Linked DNA regions of Muntiacus reevesi: region 2 is linked to region 1. Evidence: chromatin contacts called from public Hi-C data. All regions are on one chromosome and are shown on one strand. Each heading gives the region's core, a stretch centred on a gene start, on an enhancer-like site or on the middle of the called end of the contact. The rest is flanking DNA. Distances are from core to core; before and after follow the strand shown. Region 1 holds the start of ACSM3 (acyl-CoA synthetase medium chain family member 3). Region 2 holds the start of LYRM1 (LYR motif containing 1).

Region 1 (6,470 bases), core at 2,005-4,504:
CTCAGGCAACAGACAGCTTTAATGATTTCTACTACCACTGTGTACTGTGGATTGGTAAGATCCACTTTATTTTCCGAATTGAGGCTGCCTACTATTCCTGTAACAAAAAGGAAAATAAGATAATTTAATGACATTTTAAAACACTTGCTCTCACTCAAAAATATAAGCCCTAAATATTAAAAAAAAAAAAAATCTTAAAAGCAAATATTTACCATGGCACACCTTTGCAAAATCACTAAGAGAAACATACCTGCCAATTCTTTGATAACTTCTTCTCTATTCATATGGCTGTTATTCCGAGATTTGTATACAATCTGAAATGTTCCTTTGTTTGGGGCTTTAAACCATGGTTCCAAAAATGTTTCTGCATATTTTTTCATATCTTCTAAAAAAGCCTTGCATGTGCCTGAGATGGGCAACATTCGTAGAATAACCCGAGTCTTCTTCTTCTTGGTTTTGTATATATCTTGGAGAATATGATGCACCAATTTCTCAGGTTCTAAAAGAAAAAAATCAGCACAAAACAAACAGTAAGTTTCAAAGTCCTCACACATTTCAAACTCTTCAAACTGTCTAAAAAATTTTCATTGGCAGTGACATAACCTGACGGTAGATTAGAAAAACTTATGATAAAGAATTTTAAGCAACTTTAACCAATCATTTCTTCCAACTAATATTTCTTTGGTGCACTCTGTATTAATACTGTATCTAATATTTTAACTCCGCTTTTATCAAAAACAATTGTTCATGAAGACTCTGGAGTTAACCTATTTGTGATGTCTGATTTATCTGATGACAATGTCATACTGTTGTTTTCCTGTAACAGCAGCAACAATCAAACTAACAAACATTAAATAGAACATGTTTTACAAAAACAAAACAAAAATCTTCAAGTCACTTAAGATTTAATCAATCCATTAGCTAAGTTTGTACAGAAGTCTAGATTTCAGAGTCGTCCCTGAGCCACAAGATCATAATGTAGTCCTTAGGAAGCATCCTGACTACATACAATTCTATTTGGGGCTGTTCAGTGTTTTCAATATCTTTAAATTAGTTAACTACATTTAAAAACATAGAAACTTCCAGGTTTCCAACTTCTTTTGAAAAATCAGATCTAGCTCTCCTGAGACTACATTCCCAAATGTCTGGAGCCATTCCAAATTGGGAGAGCTCAATAGGACCTGCTCCTTTTAGACAGAACGATGTACTCTTGTTTTGCCTAAAGTTAAATACAAAGGAAGTGGCAAACCTAGGTTTCTACTCCTAAGCCCATGCTAGTCCACCACACCATTTCACCCTTCCATATGCCTAGCGCCAACACAGTGCTCACACAGACAGGATGCAATCAAATGATTAACTGAGCCATGCCCATGAAGCCATTTTGTAGGCAGTGTTCTGAGACAGGGTGATGTCCTGATATTATAGGATCAATAATCTTAGAGTGTATTAGTCAGACACACCTATCCCAAGTGTCCTGATGAAGACTACATTATTCGCTCCACTCTCCACTGACTGGAATCTTCTTAGACTCTTCTCTGTGGATGCCTTAATGTCACCAACTTCTTTCTTCAAGGCAGCTTCCACATCATCATCTTCTCCCTCACTTCCAGAGGGTTGTTGATCCTTATCTGCAAACTGCTTGCATAAAATTAATGAGCAGAAATGCCACAACAGCTCATGTTAAAAGCTCTTAATTAACTATTTATGTAAACTCCACCCCCAGGGGCAGAAGATGCAGTATTAACAATAAAGCTTTTTATTTAGACACCACCTACTCCAAAATGTGGAGAAAGAAGGGTGTTTCCTCAGACTACCATACGTATCATTTGAAAATGTTTTCTAAAGCATCTTGACAGTCTGGGACAGAGGGAAATGTGCTCACCAGATGAATCATTTCAGGGTGGACTTTAACCCTATCAATAGATATCTCTGTGCCTAATATAACACTCTCCTTTCATTAAGATTAAACCAAACAGTTATGAAGGTAAAAATCCTTTACACCTGTACTAGTAAAATAGTTGAAGAACTTGCTCAAGGTATCCATATAGACAGGACATGCACTTGTTGCCCAGTTCTCTGCTCCACTAGTGATGAATGTGATTGCCAATCAGGCACTAATCTTACACATTTATGGAGCTTTTTTTGTTTACAGGGATGTTTTATTACATACATATGCAATTTTTTTAGCCAACTTTCCAAAGTCCCATAACATTCTTTCTATGTAGCTCAGCAGAATTAAATAACATGCTCATTCTCTGAGCTAGTAAATGACAGTACCTTACCTGAATTTAAATTAAATAACCTTTGTACTATGCTCCTCCATTTAATTCCCTGGGGTGTGCATGTGTGTATTGGTCCGAATCCTAAACCAATAATATAATTATTTCCAAAATTGAACAACTAGATTTCATACGGTATTGTTATAAAATGTTTTTACTGCTTGAAATACATTTTTATATGCATTTGAGAAGAAACTAGCACTAGTACCCAAACCACTATTTTAGAGATGTTACTGCTTAGGACAAACACTGCACATTACAGCCATACTGTTCCAAATGGTGGCAAAAACCTTAAGTACGAACCAGTGTCCTGGTGAGCAATACTTCCCAAAGCCACGATAAAAAACAGATGTTTCTGAAAGAGTTGCAGAAACAACGCCTGAAGCAAAGGAAGCAATCTATACCTGGAAGCCACCGTGATTAACGATGGGGGCGGAAAACAAACAGGTGCGAGCATTTCAAGCACAAGACCAGGTAGGGATGGGGGGTGGACCAGGCGGGGGGAAATATACGTAGGCGAGGCCACGCCTCCTCACCGCCACTCTGGCGGCCAAATTCACGCAACTAGCTTGTCATCCTTCCCTTCTCCCTCAAAGGCCTGCCCTCCCTGGGACTGGTACCTTTTCTGGTCCATACATGTCGTCGCCGTATTCGTTGAGCAGGCTATAGGCCTCCTCCACGCACTTGCGCTCGTTCATGTTACAAGTGATAAGAATGCCCTGTAGCCCGGGCTCCAGCTGGCGGGGCCCACCGCCATCCCAGCGCCGAGCCCGCTTGGCCTGCACATACTGAGCCTTGCCTTTACGCTTCCCGCCGCCAGGCTGAGGAGACTGCTGTATGCGGGCCGCCATGTTAGGTTAGAGTTGAGGCCAGCAAGAAATGTGTTTCTCCACAGCAGTGGCCGCTGCTGGCGCGGGCTGATTACGTCAGCTGTGCGCGAAGACCTCCCCTAGTCCCTCCCCCGAGCCTCATTCCGTGCTACGCCGGGTCCTAATGCCGGTACGAAAGGGCGGAAGGCTGTGGCGCAGTGGCGTGAGGCCCCCCCCTCGCCGGGACTGACAGTCACTCTCCTTAGCCTCACCTCGGGAAGAAGCTGTTTTACCTGCTGTAGGGGCCGGCCACAGGTGGCAGCAGCTTACTGCATCCAGTAAGTATCAGCAAATCGGCAGCCCTTTCAGCAGTGCCGGTAGTGGCAGTTTCCAGAACGTTAATGCCGGTTCAAGCCTCCAGGATTCCCCAACTGGAAAGCCAGTGCGGAGAAGAAGGCAACAAGCCGGGCAGTTAGGCAAAGAAAAGGAGATTTATTAAAGCGAACTGAAAGAGTGACTGGCTCTCGAAAAGAACCCACCCTTCTGGTGAATCCTTCTTATACCCAGTAGAGGGAAACTGGGTCACCTGAAGTGGGGTGGTTAGTTTATCTTTAGCCTGCAAGTGGAGTTTGGCAGTCACGTAGTCCTGAGAGAGCCAGAAGTGTCCCACGGTAGGGTGATCTTATACTCTTGGGAAAGTAAGTGCCAGCGGTGAAAATAGGATGTTGCTTGAGCAATGTGATAAGTTTCATGGGTCACTGAGACTTTATCTTTTTTTGGCGAGGTTAGCACAATGAGGCCCCATGCAGACCTTATCACTAAGCATCTTTGGCACCTGTTCCTCCAGCCTTCCTTATAATTCTATCAGCTTTCCAAAAGTTTCCAATACATTCTTTTTTAGCCTGAATTTGCCAGAATATGTTTCTGTATGACTTACAACCAGGAATGGTGGGTTGCATACATGTTTCACACTGCTTTCTCTGTGATTTTATCCATAGGCTCAGCAACTATCATGTTAATATATTTATCTTGAAAAATCATTGAAAAGATACCCGTTTTGAGGTATGTGTTCAGGAGGAGTAAGTGCTCCCCACACTCACCCACAGTTACTACTCAGGTACAAAGTTGTTGCCAGTTTGAGTTGCCACAAACTCTAAAGGAGCTAATCTGCAAAAGGTGGACTGAACCTAGAGTCAATAATCTTTTTTTTTTTTTTTTTTTTTTTTTAATATTATTTTATTAGTTGGAGGCCAATCACTTTACAACACTTCAGTGGGTTTTGTCATACATTGACATGAATCAGCCATATAGTTACACGTATTCCCCATCCCGATCCCCCCTCCCACCTCCCTCCCCACCCGACTCCTCAGGGTCCTCCCAGTGCACCAGGCCCGAGCACCTGACTCATGTATCCCACCTGGGCTGGTGGTCCGTTTCACCATAGATAATATACATGCTGTTCTTTCAAAACATCCCACCCTCACGTTCTCCCCCAGAGTTCAAAAGTCTGTTCTGTACTTCTGTGTCTCTTTTTCTGTTTTGCATATAGGGTTATCGCCACCATCTATCTAAATTCCGTATATATCAATAATCTTTTATTATTGGTAAACAATCTTTTTTAGCCCCAGGTTCACCATTATTTCAAGAAACCTTATCACCATCTTACTTTTTGCTTTCACTTTTGCTGCCACCTTTGCTTTTCAGAATGTCATCTGTGGAGTTTGCATAGCATATATTTCTGGAGATCCTGAGCTGCTTGTGAAAAGCAGTCGCATTACACTGGCCGTGCTGTGGTGTTGTAGCAGTGGTCCCACATGGGACCTAAGGCATAAGAGGCCTTTTCCCTCCCTGACTCTGGCCCGCATGCTCATTGAGACAGACACCAGCTGTAACAGTCCCATTGAGCAGTGGTCAGGGCACCCCAGTGGGACCGCCCCTCCCACCCAACCAAGTGAGCAACTGTCAACAAGCAACCAGCTTATAGCCCTGTTTTGCCATTGGTTGGTACCACTGAAAGCCCCTTCCCCCTCCCTATTGTATAGAAAAGGACCCTGAACCCTGAGTGAGATGAGATGGTTTTTGGAGATTCTAGTCTACCATCTCCTCAGTCTGGTAGCCTTCTAATTAAAGTCATCATTCATTGCTCCATCAACTTGTCTGTTGATTTATTGACCTGTCATGTGTTGAGCAGAATGAGCCTGGGCTCAGTAACAAATTTTGGTGAGCCGGCCAGGAGTCATGCTGCTCGTGGTGAGCTGACCCCACTTGGGGAATTTTCAGATAAGGCCCTAGCAGCTGCCAGTACATTTGTCCTGAGGATCTTCCCTTCAATATTTCCTGAAGTGGCACAGGCTGCCCCAGTGCTTGGCAATTGGAGCAAAGAATTGACATTTGGGAGCTGACAGGCTCCATATAGTAAGGTAAGTTGCTCTGGTGTGTAGAGCTGGGAACATATTCCCCTCTCAATTTGGGCTTTTCCTTTAAAGGAAAAGCCAGCTTTCAGGGTACCCTTTTGAAAGGGGGAATTGTTGAATTTACCTGATTTTGTGAACTGGTTCATTTGCTTTTGTTTTTGTGTCCATTCATAATGGAATCTGTTTGTGTCTTTGGTGTTAAATTTCTGTTTTGTGATTCTTGAACTTATCAATAGGGGAAATAGTCCACCTGTCCCTAAGAAAAGCCCTTTGGGCTGTATCCTAAATAAATAGGCAAGATATAGCTGTGGGCCCATAACTAAGAAAGAGATGATAGCCTGTTGTAATGGTGTGTGGTCCCAGTATACACTAGAATCAGGAAATCGATGGCCCTTAAATGGCTCACTTAGTTATATGATCTCACAATTAAAATTGTTTTGTGAAAGGGCAGGTAAAAATGATGAGATCCCATAGGTAGAGGCATTGATACTATTACATCAGGAAGAAAAGTCAGAGGGCTACTGGCTTATGGTGCAGCAATCTGGAAGGAAACATCTATTCTACAAGAGGGAGAGGGAGAAAGTGAGAGTGAGGATATTTTGTTTCAGAACTTAACCCCAGCTCCTCCACTGGTGGAGCAACCAGTATATCCCCTCCTTGTGGAGATCAATTAGGGGTTTCTATGTTAACACTCAGGGCACAGGAGCCTGGCTTGGCATCATCATCCAAGACCCTGTAGGGAACCCAATTTGGATTGGGAGCCACTTCTGGAGCAGGGCAATTTCCCTTGCACCAATATGCCATCAGTTCAGTTCAGTTCAGTCGCTCACTCGTGTCCGACTCTGTGATCCCATGAATTGCAGTGCGCCAGGCCTCCCTGTTCCTCACCAACTCCTGGAGCCTACCCAAACTCATAAAAAAAGCATCCAGCAAGAGGCACTGGAAGGGGAAAGGAGAGAACCCCCGCC
Region 2 (6,470 bases), core at 1,823-4,322, 230 kb after region 1:
CCCACTCTCAGCAGGGTGACCTTTTTTCCCTACAATACTCTAAGTAAAGTGAAAGTCACTCAGTCGTGTCCGACTATACAGTCCATGGAATTCTCCAGGCCAGAATACTTGAGTGGGTAGCTGTTCCCTTCTCCAGACAATACTCTAAGAGTATCCTTAAAATAGTATGTGGCAAGACTCTAGGAAAGCAACAGAATTAAAAGGAACATCATTTTCTATATCCTTCTTGCTCTTATTTTGCCTACCTATTCTGAGCCCAGCCTCCATCTCTCTGACCTAGACTCTCTTCACTCTTCTCTTTGATCACTAGGCTCTGGCCATTACAGCCTCTCCTACCCCTAATCCTCCCCTACCTCCTCTTTACCATCCCTTTCTTCCCACTCCTTGGAACTTGCCACACTCCAGCCAGTTTTTGCACTAACTAGTCCCTAAACCTGGAAGGTTCCTCCCGTATTATTGCAAGGCTGGCTCCTTTTTATTTAAAGTTCAACGTCAGTGTTGCCTTCTCAGAAAGCTTTAGACTGTATCCCAGTCAGACACTTCCTATCACAACACTCTCAATCACAATCACAGATAAGAGCTGATTTTCTTCAGCTCTTATCAAAACCCAATTTGCTTATTTATCTGTCCCCACCCCACTCCAACGAATGCTCCATGAGAGCATGGACCTTACTGCTATGTTCCTCTTTGTATGCCCACTGCCTAAAATACTGGCTAGCAACTAGTAGCCTGTCAATAAATGTTTGTTGAATGAATGAATTTTGGACTTTTTATTCAATGATTCCAAATCAGTTAAGGTGAGAACAGTAGTCATTTTTCCTTTTGTTGCATTTCTGTGAAACATCCAAACATGCTATTACTTGTACAATGAAAGCATTAAATATTGTTTTATCAGGCCTGAAAGCCCTTATGAGTAGGATGGAACCCATTACGATAATTCTAGCAATATGCACATAAACTCAGTTACAGAGGAAGAGGATTTACAGACACTTTCTAATCATCAAAGGATCCCTAAAATTTGGGAACTATCTCTTAAAGTTCTTTAGAAAACAGTTCCAGATTCAAGAGGATTTCCAAAGAAAATATCAACACCAAAGTAGGAATCATTACACTTCACTCTGAAATCCCTACTACAGGCTAAAGAAGCACTACATTTTTTTCCCCCTTAAACCAACAAAACATCAACGAAGAGACCTTCTTTTCGAATCATTCTCTGCTAAATAATTTTTTCACATCCGTCACTGGTTTGTATTCTTCCCTGAAAGAAAACTAAGCAAATCACGCTGTCTCATGTAAGACCACCTATACACAAAGAATAAGCTAAATAAATAAGATGGAAATCTGCACAAGCCAAATGTGTCATTGAAGACTTGTGTGCCAGACACACAAAAGAAAAAATAAGAGAGCTATTGTCCAATTGTAGAAACAAAAGAGTAACACGGGCTTTTCTGTTCTCCAAAGTGCATCATGAAGTGTGGGTGGAGAGAAACAAGAAATCTAGAATTAGCCTAACATCAAATCATTTTGGAAAGAGTTGACAACATTTAAATTCCTCACACATAAAGTATTTAGAGCAAGAGACCTTGATTCCTGGGCTATGATGCCATTTAGGAATCCTTGCAAGGGCTTTGGAATTCCAGTATTCAGAGGATAAAACGCTCATTTTAATCGGGAGCGACCGGGGATTGAGAGGTACTCCCAAAGAGAGACAGCTTGTAACTGAAGTATTACAAAGCTTGCAGTTAAGACCTGGGATGGAGGCGGAACACCAAATTCAAAAGAGGTAACCAAGATACCAAGTGCAATAAAGGAAAAAAAAAAAAAAAACACCAGAGTTACCACCTAGTCACGGAGAATTAAAGTGGAAAGGAGGGCTATGCACGGGAGAAGATGGGGAGGGGGGGAATGGAAAAAAAAAAACCCCAATACATTTGTCACTCTGTCCCACTTCCTATACAGGATACGGGCAAAGCTTCCAGCCCCATCACCTCAGGCACAGATGGTTATCGTATATAGCAAAGGTGCATAGGAAAGACTTCAGGTCTGAGCCCCTTAATTCCAGGGCTGTTAATGATTAAAGAGGAAGATGGGGGTGGGGAGGTAGATGAGGGCGGAGGGAGCTGGAGATTCACCCACCACCTCTCGTTTGGGCTCCTACCTCACGGCGCTTACAAGGCGCAGAGGACCAGAGTCTGTACCCCCTCCAGGGCAGCTCCGGCCCCCAGAGCCCCAGGCCCTGGGTTGAGGGGTGCTGGCGGTGAGGAGGCAGGGACAGTAGGTAAGTTTTCTGAGCCCTGCAGCTGACACGCCACAGGCTCCCCTCACAGCCTCTCCTTCCAGCGGGACCAGTCCAGACAAGGAGCTGATTTCCACGCCTCCCCTTCCACCCCCCCTCCCTTTCTCGAAGGTACCCAACCCCCGCCCCTTCATCTCCCAAAGCCTCCCCTTCTCCTCAACCCCCCCCTCAAACTCACAGCTGCTCCAGAGGTTCCTCCAGTCAAACCCTTTCTGGAAACGACGGCGGCCCGGCGGGTCCAAAACACCTACCATCCCCGCTCGCGTTTCCAGGTTCCCTACCCCCTCCGCCGCCGCCGCCGCCGCCTCTTCTCCCACCACTGCCGCCGCCTCCCCTTCATCTGCCGCCCACCAGCGGCGGCCGCCCCGAAGCCCCGCCCCCTCCATCGCCTCCTGCATCATCACTTCCGGTAATCCCGCAGGCCGCCCGCTCCGGCAGGCGGAATAGGAAAGGAGAGAGGAGGGAACGAGTGGCAGTTAGCGTCAAGACGTACGCAAAGGCGTACGAAGCTGTCGCCAAGTAAGGGCAAAGACTTAGCAACGCAACGCCGAGGGAGGGCTAGGAAGAGATGGAGTGGACCATTTTTGTCGCTGGAATGGGGTGGCGAGAGGAGAACGAACGGGGGAAAAGGGAAATAAGAAAAGGATGAGCTTGGCTCTCTTGTTGGGTATACGGCGGAGCGTGATCTAGAGTTTGAAGCTGAACGAAGGGTCGAGCCTACCCTCGACTTGGGACTAATGCTCCCACAGAGGTCCGTCCGGTGGTTTGGTCCGGTCTGGCCTACCAGACCTGCTAGAGAGCTCAGTCCGCCGCCGCTCAGCTGCGCTCCCGGCGCCGCCTCTTCCCAGCCTGCCGGAGGCTGCGGTGCTTCTGTGGGTGGGGGAAGGCTGGACTGACGCAGAGTGAGTGTTGAGGATGGAGACGCCGACTCCTGGCGCGGGAAACTGGGAGAAGGGGTGGACTCCTCAGGGGCAGGGATGGGGTGGGGGTGGGGGGTACGACGTTGCTAGGAGACGAGCCTGTGTGACCCCAGCCTCGCGAGGGCTGCTTCGTGTCACCGCCGCTCGCCTCAGGAACCTGCTGAGGGAAGCGGCTTGAGGGCCAGGAAGGGGAGGCCTGGTTTGGGAACGCTGAAATGCCGATTTGGGGCCCATCTCTGAATGCTTTGGATTCCCCCAATGTATTGGTGAATGGGAGATTAATAGGGGCAAATCCGGAGGCGAGGCGTCTAGCCGAGGAAGGTTGACACAAACAAGTACCCTGCACGATACTGAGATTTTCTAAGATAATGAGAACTAGCTTTTTAAATCCTTTGGTCCACAAAAGATGTTGCTACGTGATTTTTTCGAGTCCGGGAGTAACTTAAAAAGTAAAGCAATAGGGTAGATACCAGCAAGAAATGTCCCAAAGGAAGTAATATCAGGTGAAGTGGTAGAAGATGAGGGGGAAATGAAAGTCGCTCAGTCGTGTCTGACCCTTTCCGACCCCGTGGAGTGGGTAGCCGTTCCCTTCGCCAGGGGCTCTTCCCAACCCAGGGATCCAACTCAGGTCTCCTGCATTGCAGGCAGATTCTTACCAGCTGAGCCACAAGGGAAGCCCGGAAGATGAGGGGAGGGCCACTCTAAATCGGATAGGGCTGTTCAAAGAAGGCCGGGTTTGCATAAGTCCCAGAAAAGAGGGAAGTTAAGGAATAAGTTTTCTAGGTGGAGAAAAGAACCAGCGGCAAGGAAACGGCGAGAAGGTCAGGTGCTTGGATCAGAAAGGGAAGAACAAGAGCCAGAGTGGTCTGTGATGGAGAAGTGGCAAGACCTGATCAAGCATAGCTTAGCCCAAGGTGAGAGCTTGACTGTTGGGTTACTGGAGGGTTTAAGGAGTGGCAGATCTCATTTACTGTTTTAGAAAATCATTCTTGGCTCCTGGATAGAGAAAGATACACGTGGTCAGACCCGTTTGGCAGCTGTTGCAGTAGGCGGAAGGAGAGGTGACAGTGAAATGAAAGAATTAAATTCAGAATGTATTCTGAAACTAGAACTTGCAGAACTTGTTGCCAAATTGGATGTGAAGTGTATGTGAAAGGATGGAACCAAGGATGACTCCTCAGAGAAAATAGTTTGAAAGGCACTCTCTTCTTTTAAACATACTAGTTTTGATAAGTTTGTTAACTGTCCAGGTATAGACGTTGAGAAGTTAAATATGAAAATCAAGGGAAAGCTCAAGAGAGATAATAAATGTAGCAGTTTATTCCTAAATCACCTAAGAAGAGAGTGCAGATAGAGAGGAAGTTCTCTGGGAAGCCCTATTTTTCTTTGTTAATCAAGGAATAAAAAGTAAATTTAAGAATGCAGGTGAAGTTTTGAAATTGGGCATATTTGGCTTAGCTATTGTGCTGTTAAATATTTATGTATTAAAACATAGTCTTGGTGGGGTGGGGAAGAGGAAGGCCACTAAAATCCTTGGGGCTCTTTACATTTAGAGATGATCCAGAGAAGGAAAAGCCAGCAGAGGAGACTGTACATATAAAGCCTCAAAGATAAAAGGAGGCCCTGTAATACTCTTGAATAATGGGACCCACCCTCATAATCATTGAGACTCAGTCTGGAAGTTCTGGCTCAAATCTCTTTCTTCCTTTCCTCTGCCAGCTGTTAGTGCTTTTGGACTCCTGCTTAGGAGGTTTGTGTTCACTGTAACAAACCTTACTTTGTTTATTGTTTATGGGTCTGACTATCCTGTGAACTATTTCTTCTTTGTGCCCTGTTGTCCTCTAGTTCAGAGCTTTGCCCATTGAGCCCAGTGTATAGGAACTCTGTGTCCTTAATGTATAAACCATGAATTTCAACACCTTCTGATGAAGGAGCGTTTGTCCCTGATGTTGCTGCTGCCTCCATGACTAGATATGGTATGGTTGATTTCATAAAATGTAGAAAGAGTATCAAAAGAATAATCAGAAAGGGCTTCTCTGGCTGTCCAGCGTTTAAGACTCTGTGCTTCCACTGCAGGGATTGCTGGTTCGATCCCTGATTTGGGAACTAAAATCCCATATACCAAAAAAACAAGAGTCAGAAGGCTTGGATTTCAATCTTAGGTCACTACTGACCAGCAGAATGGCCCTGTTCTTTGAGTTTAAGGGGTTACAGATTGGCCTAGATTACAGATTACAAACTGCCTGAAAACATGGTTTGGCCCATAAATTGATCTAAATTATTTTTTTTAATTTACTTGCCAAATTAAAAAATTCAATTTTCAGCTTCATTTGAAAAAGTGACAATCTGGCAACACCAGCCTGAGTTTCCTGCACAGCAACAGTCAGCTGGAGCCAGTGAGATTCTTTTCCCTTTCTCTACCTGCCTGACCCCTATGGACATTTGATTTGCAGTTCTTGGTTTAGAGCTCTGCTGTCTGTCTGTAGGCACAAGCTACATGCACCTATTTCGATTTAGATGAAGTAAAATTAAAAATGCGGTTCCTCAGATATACTCACCGTATTTCAGACACCCAGTGCCAGTGGCCACCCTGTTGGACAGCAAAGATAGAAAATATTTCCAACATTGGAGAGAATTCTGTTGGTCAGTGTTGGACTGGAGGAACTTAAAGATGCTCAGGTCTAATCATTCTGCACACTAAAGATGGATAGTGTGGATATCCATGGATAGTAAAGTCATTGCTCCTACTCTGAAGGAAATTTGTCTAGTAAGGAGCTCCTGTGCCTCTGCGGATGGGGAGAGCAGTTCATTCAATAGTTGGCGTGTACTTGGAAACTGTCATGAAGGGGGAGACCCCCTGTGCAGAGTAAGGGCTATATATCAGGTGGTTGGATCAGGGGTCAGGTGTATCTAAGGTTATAACCAGAGCCCTTTTGTCTGCTTCTTAATCCAATTCCTTAGGACATTATCACAAAGAAGGGGTTTGAATGTCTTAAATGTTTCGTGTTCTCTGACTTACCTAGTTCATTTGAAAGGTTCAAATCTTGGGTAGTTAGTTATGAATGAATGACTGGGGTTGATCTTTAGCATTGACCAAGTTCCCTGATGGCTCAGATGGTAAGGAATCTGCCTGAAATACAAGAAACTTGGGTTCAGTCCCTGGGTCAGGGAGATTCCCTGGAGGAGGGAATGGCTACCCACTCTAGTATTTTTGCCTGGAGAATTCCATGGACAGAGGAGCCTGGCGGTTGCAA

The links. Hi-C and Micro-C count contacts between places; a contact is called where the count stands out from the background.
Region 2: a Hi-C map of muscle shows a contact between it and region 1, with 6 times the contacts expected there. The contact joins the promoter of LYRM1 here to the promoter of ACSM3 in region 1. A contact is called at or near these places in 2 of 3 Hi-C or Micro-C datasets (blood and muscle).

The regions. Positions count from the first base shown.
Region 1 is chr2:197,050,163-197,056,632 of mMunRee1.1, forward strand. It overlaps ACSM3 (acyl-CoA synthetase medium chain family member 3), which reads left to right and starts at 3,255. Exons shown (of 14, transcript XM_065924457.1): 1 at 3,255-3,426. It overlaps THUMPD1 (THUMP domain containing 1), which reads right to left and starts at 3,206. Exons shown (of 4, transcript XM_065924461.1): 1 at 2,900-3,206; 2 at 1,461-1,638; 3 at 251-499; 4 at 1-97. The coding sequence starts at 3,130.
Region 2 is chr2:197,280,570-197,287,039 of mMunRee1.1, forward strand. It overlaps LYRM1 (LYR motif containing 1), which reads left to right and starts at 3,073. Exons shown (of 4, transcript XM_065924471.1): 1 at 3,073-3,198. It overlaps DCUN1D3 (defective in cullin neddylation 1 domain containing 3), which reads right to left and starts at 2,633. Exons shown (of 5, transcript XM_065924468.1): 1 at 2,475-2,633. It also overlaps the pseudogene LOC136157376.